2 separate regions of the Triticum aestivum genome follow, and region 2 is linked to region 1. Evidence: chromatin contacts called from public Hi-C data. All regions are on one chromosome and are shown on one strand. The core of a region is the stretch at or near the end of the contact, and the rest is flanking DNA. Distances in the headings are between cores, read along the strand shown. Region 1 holds the start of LOC123052248 (SUMO-activating enzyme subunit 2). Region 2 holds the start of LOC123052251 (GDSL esterase/lipase ACHE).

The links. Hi-C and Micro-C count contacts between places; a contact is called where the count stands out from the background.
Region 2: a contact with region 1 is called in a Hi-C map of leaf, with 6 times the contacts expected there. The contact joins the promoter of LOC123052251 here to the promoter of LOC123052248 in region 1. A contact is called at or near these places in 2 of 5 Hi-C or Micro-C datasets (both in leaf).

The regions. Positions count from the first base shown.
Region 1 is chr2D:143,901,148-143,905,806 of IWGSC CS RefSeq v2.1, forward strand. LOC123052248 (SUMO-activating enzyme subunit 2) reads right to left here and starts at 2,975. Exons shown (of 11, transcript XM_044475371.1): 1 at 2,711-2,975; 2 at 2,451-2,540; 3 at 1,702-1,785; 4 at 1,381-1,599; 5 at 365-466. The coding sequence starts at 2,749.
Region 2 is chr2D:144,410,552-144,415,209 of IWGSC CS RefSeq v2.1, forward strand. LOC123052251 (GDSL esterase/lipase ACHE) reads left to right here and starts at 3,275. Exons shown (of 5, transcript XM_044475373.1): 1 at 3,275-3,730. The coding sequence starts at 3,466.

The DNA of each region.
Region 1 (4,659 bases), core at 1,725-4,224:
ACAAGTAATTCTGGATGGAGGGAGTACAATATTAGGCAACTAGGTCGAACAGCATCCAGTTTAAATGACTTTTCCTGCAAGGTTCCATCAGAACTAATCCAAGAAACAAAGGCCGAATAAATAAGCTTATTTCTAGATATAAACAGGGTTACAGGGGTATGAAGCCATTAATAATTTAATACGAGAAAATACTAACTATGTAAGAAATATTCCTTCCCACATTAAACAAAACTAACTATGCATATTAAGAACATACAAACCAACATGATACTTAGCCTCGGAAGAAATAGCAGAACTTAACTAATATCACAATAAGAAAAAGCAGACAAGAAAATAATCAACATGCAGAGGCAAAAAGAGGAACCTTTGATGGAGTGCTTGTAATTGTGCAGACTGGATATGATTTTGGGATAGGCTTAGGTTGGCATTCATAGCATTCTGTTTTACCCTTGACATGAACGGTAACCTGCAAAATAGAATGACAATTGTTTTTAGTAAAGCATTAACTTGACCTATTCAGCAGAGAGCCAGACTCCTTGATTAGTTCAGTGACCGTGAAACATGGTTTCACAGTTGACAGATGCGCTATAAATTACGAGTATGGTTAAAACAACAGTGAGGTACAGAAAAACTTGTTTTATACCAAGCAGTTTAGGCCTGGCCACTAAGTGGCATGCATTTATATCAAAATAACACTTGGGTTTTGACAATTGATGTAAATGAATCAAATGTTGACTCATATTGCATGCTCGTGGCACAACTATTTGATGTACAAGTTTCCAGATTATGTCACTCATTCGGCTCTTATTTTTCAGCTTCAAGTCAACTAGAAAATGCAATGATATGTACACGACTATCAAACAAATGTCAACCATATGCAGAGCGTACACAAAATATAGCATAAATACCAGCACGACATGCTGCAGGTTGTATACAGGATTTCTAAATTCGTCATTTTTTAAAGCATGCATAAGCAGCTCTTGTGGAAGAGAGTGGGCAGATGCCTACTTTCTGTTATACATGTGAGCTTATATACACCCAGAAGGTCCAGTTTCAAAATGACAATACATTTCCGCATGTGTCCTTACGTAATTGCGCAAAGGCCCAGACCAAACATTTAGCCATGTTATCAGTACACAAAGGCCATCTCAAGTGGAAGGTTGTACACCTAGGGTAAATATTACTGCTATCTTACTAAGAAAATGAAAAGGGACCACCAACGGTTAGCACACTGGCCAACAATCAAATATCATGGAATACCTTGTAGCAGGAGTACTACGAGCAAAATACAAAAGACAAACATAACAATACCCACAGGCATTAGTGACAAGGGAGATGCAAAGATAAAGAGACAAAAACCATGATATTTGATCAACTGACCTGTCCGAGAAACCCAGTGGTCCCACTCTCAACCAAAGGAACTTCAGCAGCAAGGCAGAGGCGATTCACATGTCGTCTAGCATCCAAGTTATCAAGGCCATTCAAAACTACATTAAACTGCTTGAAAAAGTCAACGTTGAACTGGGCATCCTTAACATTTGCATGGTGTGATTCTATATTGATATTTGGCCTAAATTTCAGAATAGCATCACGGGCAACCTGACAAAATCAACGGTGAAAACATCATAAGCAGGCATCAATTATGAAGAAGACCCCAAGATAACTATACCCATCATATGTTCATGTAGAAAATATACTTACATGGGCTTTTGACTGTCCCACATGACTCTTCCGAAACAAAAACTGTCTGTTCAGATTGCTGACCTCAATTGTGTCCAAGTCAATCTGCATAATAAAAGCAGCAAGATGAACCATTTCATAAGTGTGTCAAGCAAATTGATTTGTGTAGCTCTGGTTGCCTGAACAAGGATTACTCCCTGCCTGTTTTAAAACTATTTTGCATACAAGGTACATCAACCTCAAGGAACTACCGTGAAGATATCAGCTTTCGTGACAGTGCATAAAACACGAGCCAACTGGGCTCGCCCTATGCACAATGAAATTTTTGACAAAACAATACACTTTGTCCGTAACTTTGATACAAATGACACACTTTGTGCCATTGACTATATGTAAGTGACAACAAGTGTGTGTCATTTTATCAAAAGCCAAACAAAGGTGTGTTGTCAAATTCCTAATGCACAATCTAAGAAGGCAGTACCAGCGCCATAAAATCAATACAATCACGCCAGCGCAGATGCAAGTAAGCGCAGCCTAGAGGAAAACCTTGGATAGATTAGCAGCCGAAGCAGTTTATGCATCTATTTTTCAGCTTCAAGTCAACGCTAACACCATCACAGATCCCGCTACCGGCAAAGAGACGCACCGGCCATCCACCGCGGTGCTGCCGACAACAGCTAATGTGCAAGCTAGATTCGAACTAAACCTAGGCATGGTGTCAACAGAGGGCGCGGAAGCAAGGGGCCATGTATAGCAGATAACAAACTTACGACGTGGATGTCGCTGAAGCCCGAGAGCGCGAGGGTCTTGAGGAGCTCGCACCCGATGCCTCCAGCCCCGACCATCAGAACCTTCGCCGCCTGCGCACAAAGCGAACACCGGCACCAACCGGACGGACCGAATCAGGCGCCGAAATCCCAGAAACAGGAAGGGGGGAAATACGGGCCGCGGAGATCCCCACGAGCGCCCCCGGCGGCGGGAGCACGGGGGCGGGGCGGGGCGGAGGGAGAGGGCTGGCGGTGGGGCCTACCTTGACGGCCTCCGAGGCGGGGGCGGCGGCGGAGGCCATGGGGGAGGGGGCGCCGGCGGAGGCGAGGGTTTTGAGGCGCCGAGGGTTTGGTTTGGGTGGGAAAGGAATTTGGGGGAGGGAGATTTGGGAGGAGGGGAGCGGAGATGGAGGAAGGGAGGGAGGCTTTGATGAGGTGAGAGGCCGGTCGCGTCGCGTCGTTCCGCACCCGGAGGGGGGAAGGGAAGGAAGCGTCGTGGAAATTGAGGGGTCCGTCGCGGTGCTGCTGCTGGTGGTCAGTTGCGCGGCCTGGTTGCAGCCTTGCAGGACGACGGGACGGTTGGACTGGATGGATGGATATGCTACGATCTGTGGGCGGGCGGGCGGTGGGCCCTGCTGGGAGCCTTTTGGGAGCTGCCGGTTGACCCTTGGCTTTGAATCTTTGCTCCCTCTAGTCTTTTCTTCTTTTGCTCAAACAACAATGCTCCCTCCAGTCTAGAGGTGATAAAATTCAAGTAGAAGGGGCTTTTTTTTCTTGAGTTTAGGGTCAATTTGGTTTGAACATTCTCCTGGCAATATTGGAGGAGTTATTAATTTCTTAAAATTTTGATTTTGTGTGACTGGAAATAAATTATTGTTTCATGCGGTCTATTTTGTATGTATGTTTAAAGGAATAAAATCCATATAATGCAACCTTGTGGAAATCTTCTTTATTTCATTGGAAATTATAACATATAGTACTTAATATTTTATTGGTAAAAAATCATATGGCCAACCAAACAAATACTACTACCATTTCATGTGTTTTCAATGTCTATTTCTATAGGATTGGAACTGTCATGACATTGGATTCTTATACATCTTTCCTATTCATAGATTTTTCTTTACTCGGGTTTTTAGGATCCTTCTACTCAGTTGGTTCTTCGCCGATGGTTCCACCCTTAGTTTTCATCTATGATCAGTTTTGCCTCAATCTATTGTGTGCTCTTATGGAAATACACATCTCCTCCCTTTCATCCAATCAAAGGCGTTTGACCGTGACTTAGGCATTTGTGGACCATTCCGCTCCTCCTTACATGTGGGCCCGCTAAAAAATGCAGTGTCATGTTCTCTTATCGGTGGGATACACCCAAGAAAAAAAGAGGCGTCGCAGGTGTAGGAACAAAAAAGAACAAAGGAAATAATCAACCGCTCATGCATAGGCGGCGGTGGTGGGCGACAACGACTGATTTGAGGTAAACAAGGAAATTTGAAAATAAGTTGCTCAACCACGAGATATGCAATGGGCGGCGTGGACTTGGGTTTCTTAACATTGTCTCTCGGCACGACCCAGGAGCATGACCTTCCCCCCTTGGTTCTAGCTGGTCATGTGGCAGGGTTGGCTGAGCTGCGTGGACAGTTCGCTTCACCTACTACGCTAGGAGGGGAGTTGCGAGCAAGTCTTCCATGTCGCATGCGTCTACATCATCATTTGTTGGTGTCGGGGATTGAGGTGTGGTTCTCTCCGATGTTGCTCTCGTCTACTCCACATCTCGTGGGGACCGAAGATGAGCCTGCTATTGTTGTTACACCCTATCCTCTGAGGTGCAGCGCTCGCAAGACCACACGAGGACATCATGTGCGGGAGGACAATCCACTGACCTAGCTTGACAAGACCACACGAGGCACGCCGATGGCACTTTGGCTCACGAGAGGTCAGACGTAAGATCTAACATGTACGGTTGTGGTTGTTCATGAGCTATCCCTTGCATCAAATGCTTTTCGGAGCCCTCGTAAGAAGTAGGCCAAAATAGAATCTTCGAAAGGCCGAGCTCCCCAAGTTGCGGCCTGAAAACCGACATGAAGGCAAGGAGCCCTCCAGAGATCTGAAAGCTCGACCTCCGAAACGCTCGCACTACTGGGAAATAGCTTATAGGTAGAATATTATTAGTAGCGCTGGTTAAGGCCACGACGCTACTGTTAAGTACCAGTAG
Region 2 (4,658 bases), core at 2,025-4,524, 510 kb after region 1:
CAAGAACTGACACGTGTCCAACGGTCGGATTTCAAACACACGCGGCAGCTTGACTTGGGCTACAAGTAAAGCTGACTCATCCAGCTCTGGATTAGATTTGCTCTTATTGTCTTCGCTCGAAGACATAGGATTTGGTTGAGCATCACATCAGTCACTCTGACTTTGTTCACTTGGACCCCACTTAACAATACGATGGTTCCTATGACTCAACAAAGAAGAAAAGGAAACTACGAAACAACTACGTCTTCGTACTCCATAGTCTTCATGTGAATGTCTTCTCATGTCATAAACTTCACTGTGAATGTCTTCACAAACCACCATTGTCTTCAATTTCTTCACACATTTTTAGGGGTCATCTCTGGTAGGTAAACCGTATCAATAAGGGACTACTACCTGTGTTATCCTGCAATACTCACAAACACATTAGTCCCTCAACCAGGTTTGTCGTCAATACTCCAAAACCAATTAGGGGTGGCAATAGATGCACTTACAGTGAGGACGGACTTGCGCGCCCTTGAGCAGTGAGCACCATCAGCCAGTGTCTGTATGCAACGTAACATTTTTATTTATTTATCCTCCAAATAAGAGTAGGACGCTAATATCTGCCACACGTGTGGCAGAGAGAGAGGCGCACCGCATGTCTCTATAGCAAACAGATTGCCACGTCACAACATGCGTGCATGCAGGAATCTTTTTGGATTTTTAGTTTTTAAAATATTTTATCTCTTAAATGAAAAATCCGATTGAAACTAGATCTCATATTGATATGTTTTGATGACTTTTTTGGTTAAAAATTGCCATGTCTATTGCACATAAATTCCCATGGTGTTTACATTGAAGTTGCCATGATATGCTTGAACTACCTTTTCTTCTACGTTTAAAGTAAATTTTGACATATTATAAAAAGGGAATTAAGAAACTAAACTTACCATGGTGAATTACTAAAATTTACCTTGATTCATGAAATAATTTTGACATGGTTAATAATTAAAAAGAAATCTGTTGTCAATTACTTTAAAAATGCATTATCAATGACTTTGCCATGAACCATAAAATAAAGTTGTCATGGTGAATTACTTAAATTAGCCATGATACATGCTCTAAAGTTTGCCATGATGCTGTTGGTTTCTACGGTAGGGTGCGTCGACTGCAAATTAAAATTTTTCTACGGGCGGAACAACCAAGAACATGCTACGGGAGATGGATCATAGATCGTTACCACTAGACGCGCAGTGCCGTGCAGCGGAAGTAGAGTTGAGGCAGCGCGTTCCCTGAGTCGCCTCACGTTCCTGGAGTCGTCTCCTCCTTGTCGATCTCCCACGTAGCCGATCGGATCCCGCGAATAGGTTCGCCGGAGCGGCACAAGTGCACCGCCTCTAATGGTATCCGCACGTGCAGGAGGAACGTCGCGCGGCGGACTGCTAGGTCCGATCACACAACCGGGGCCGAGTGGAGGTGGTTAGTTGCAACACATGCAAAGCCCTAACAACGGCGCCAAAGCAATCAATCAGATAAGTGTGCCGCACCTCCACTATATATAGGCATCCGTCGCGAGCTCAACACTTGGGCCTCACACGGATCCTAAAGCTCATAAGTCTACTCGGTCGCAATCCGGATACAGTTCGGATCACATCCGAGCAGTGTCCTCAGATCCGTCCTCGTAGGTTCCTTCCCTTAAGCGCGCGACCCCTTAGGTTCAAGTCGACCTGGTCGCAGTTCGGATCACCTCCGGACTGCATGGCTGGTAGCGGCCTCTAGCAAGGCGTGTCGACCACCAAGCAGACTATGAAGCTGGTTAGGCGAACCTGTACATCAAACTTCCATTCCTTTTGCCACACGATATATGTTGCCGGGCTCAAGGCGAGTCTGTCATCCTTGTGCTAGCCCGACCTCTTTCTCGTTCCAGTGATGCTGACCACAAACCAGATTATCTCATAATCCTTATTGCATGGCCATGCTTATCCTGGTCGGATCACACGAGGGGCCCAGAGTATATCTCTCCTGATCGGAGGGGCAAATCCCATCTTGCTCGGCCATGTCTCGCAGCATGGGTCTGGACAAGCCTGAAACCTACCTTTGTAACTACTCTGTCACGCAGTAGCGTTTGGTCGGCCCAAAGCAGGTCTATCACCATCCCGAGTACATTTGCCAGCTCAGGTCTTAGGACATAGAACGTATGTTATACTAGAGACTCACAGATGACATATCGCTACGTCTCATAGTTGGGTCTGTCCGACTCGGACCTTATCTCGACTCGGATCCGACTATGTCGAATCCGACTAGATCCTTTCGAGTCCATATTATCCGGTTAGCATCCATTGCTTTAAGGCTAGTGAGACCAAGCCATCGACCGTGTCATATGCTAGTCTAATCGGTTGCACGTCCACACAGCCCTTTCGACTAGGGACCTTTTAGGACAGTCATCATACAATACATAGTCCCACAACCAAGTCACGTACTTGCTGATACACATCATTGATAATGTCCAAGGACTATCTTTATTCATAAACACACAGGAAATATCACCATACATGATTGCCTCTAGGGCATATCTCCAACAGATGCATACAAAAAATTAATTTTTATGGTCAAAATACAAGAACTGACATGGCCAAAATACTAAAATTGCCATGATCTATAATCTAAAATTGCCATGTTGAATTATTAAAAACTGCCATGATCCATGAATTAAATTTGCCGTGGTTAAATACTAAAAAATTCATGGTCAATTAATAAAATTTGCCGTAAAAAGTAATTGAAATAGAATGGTAGCTTTAAATCTAGAATAAAAAACTAGATGAAACATGTCATGCCAACTTTAGTGTAAATACTATGACAATTTTATTGTAAACATCATGTTTTGGGTAAAAAATTCATCGAAAAATATCAACATGAAATCTAGTTTTGAAGATCTCGTCGAGACGGATTTAATGATGAAAACGGATTTTTAATCAGATTTTTTGTTTAGAAGATAAAATATTTTAAGACTGAAAACCAAAAAGAAAAAGATTCTTCAGATATCATCTGTTTTGACGTGGCAAAATGGATGATAATAAAGACGTTTGGGCTATGTTGCTTCGTGTCACACGTATCATTTGGGTCAAAGTAACGTTTTTATTTATTTTTGCGGATTTCGCGTAACGTAATCCACCAACAGTCCAACAGAACACCGCCCGCCCGCGCGCACGCCACGGACGCATCGTTCCAAAGGCAGGGAGGGCATCGGCGCCGTCATCTCACGAGTCACCCCCACCACGCCACGCCCCCTATCGTTATCGGCCCGAAATCCTGCGCCCCGCATTTGGGCTCATCTCACACTCGCCCATCTCTATCCGCCGATCCACCCATCCATCCGCGTCCGCCTCAAAACCCCACCACCCCGCTGCAACCGGCGCCCCGTCCTCCCCGCCCGCGCGCACTCACATCCCCCAGTCTCAGTGCGGCCACACTCACCTGACCCACGGAATGGCGTCGGGTGGCTCTGGCCGCACCGCCACGGCCGGAACCGCGGCGCTGCTGTCGCTGGTGTTCTTGCTGCTGCAGGTCTCCGCGGGTGCGGGCGCGGGCGCCGACTGCCACTTCCCGGCCGTGTTCAACTTCGGGGACTCCAACTCGGACACTGGCGGGCTCTCGGCCGCCTTCGGCGCCGCGCCGCCGCCCAACGGCAGGACCTTCTTCGGCATGCCCGCCGGCCGCTACTGCGACGGCCGCCTCGTCATCGACTTCATCGGTACGTAAGTTTCGCTCGCTGGAAGCGCCTTCAGTCTCAAACTCTCAGACAGTACTATCAGGAGCTTTTCAAAGTCGCTGGAGTACTACTGTGGAGTATTACTTTTCACCCGCTCGATCTATCCGTCGGTTCTTCTGCACGGCTGCACACAGGGCCCACGGGTTGTCACTTGCAGAAGCCAATAAATGTAGCCTTAATTCGTTCCATGTGTAGCGGTGCAGTTGCGAAGGCAATTTTGAAAGCCAATACAGTGCTTTCTCAGAGTTCTGAAGGATAATAAAAGTTGGCAGACACGCAGTAATCTGTAGGAGTACAGTAAAATTAGCTTGTAAAAGGTTAATTAACAACTTCTCTTGGAGTAATAAAATGCTAAGAGCTGGATACGATGTTGTCTGTTTTACTTTGTGTCTCGCCATGTTGTGCATTACTGATAGCTCATAGCTGGTCCGTTAGAACCTGGAAGTACTCCTGGAGTAGTATAGAGTAGTAAAAAAGAAGGGATGTCTCGTGAGAGGGCCAAGCAGAACAAGACTTTTCTACCTACATACCGCCTTTTGTTGCTCAAGAAGATCTGAAAGGCCATTTCATTTCACATCCTGCTTTGAACGGGCATCAGTTCGTCGCCGGAAAGCGGCGGTCATGGACTACGCGCCGCCGGAGCATGGCCGAAGCAAAGCTGCACTTTGGCCCCGCCGCCGCGCGCGTGCGAGCGCCCGTGCCATGGCAATGATGCCACACCCATGCGCCCATCCGGGACCCGGCACTCCATCGATCCCCAGCCAGCTAGCTGCCTACCGACACCATCCTGCGCAATCCGACAGAAAGGCTAGTCAGCTGCATGTGCGGAACATCACTCGAACGATGCCACTGCCATGCCATCGTCACGGGAAGATTTTGTGTTGGGTTGCAGCTGGAGAGTACTATCGTG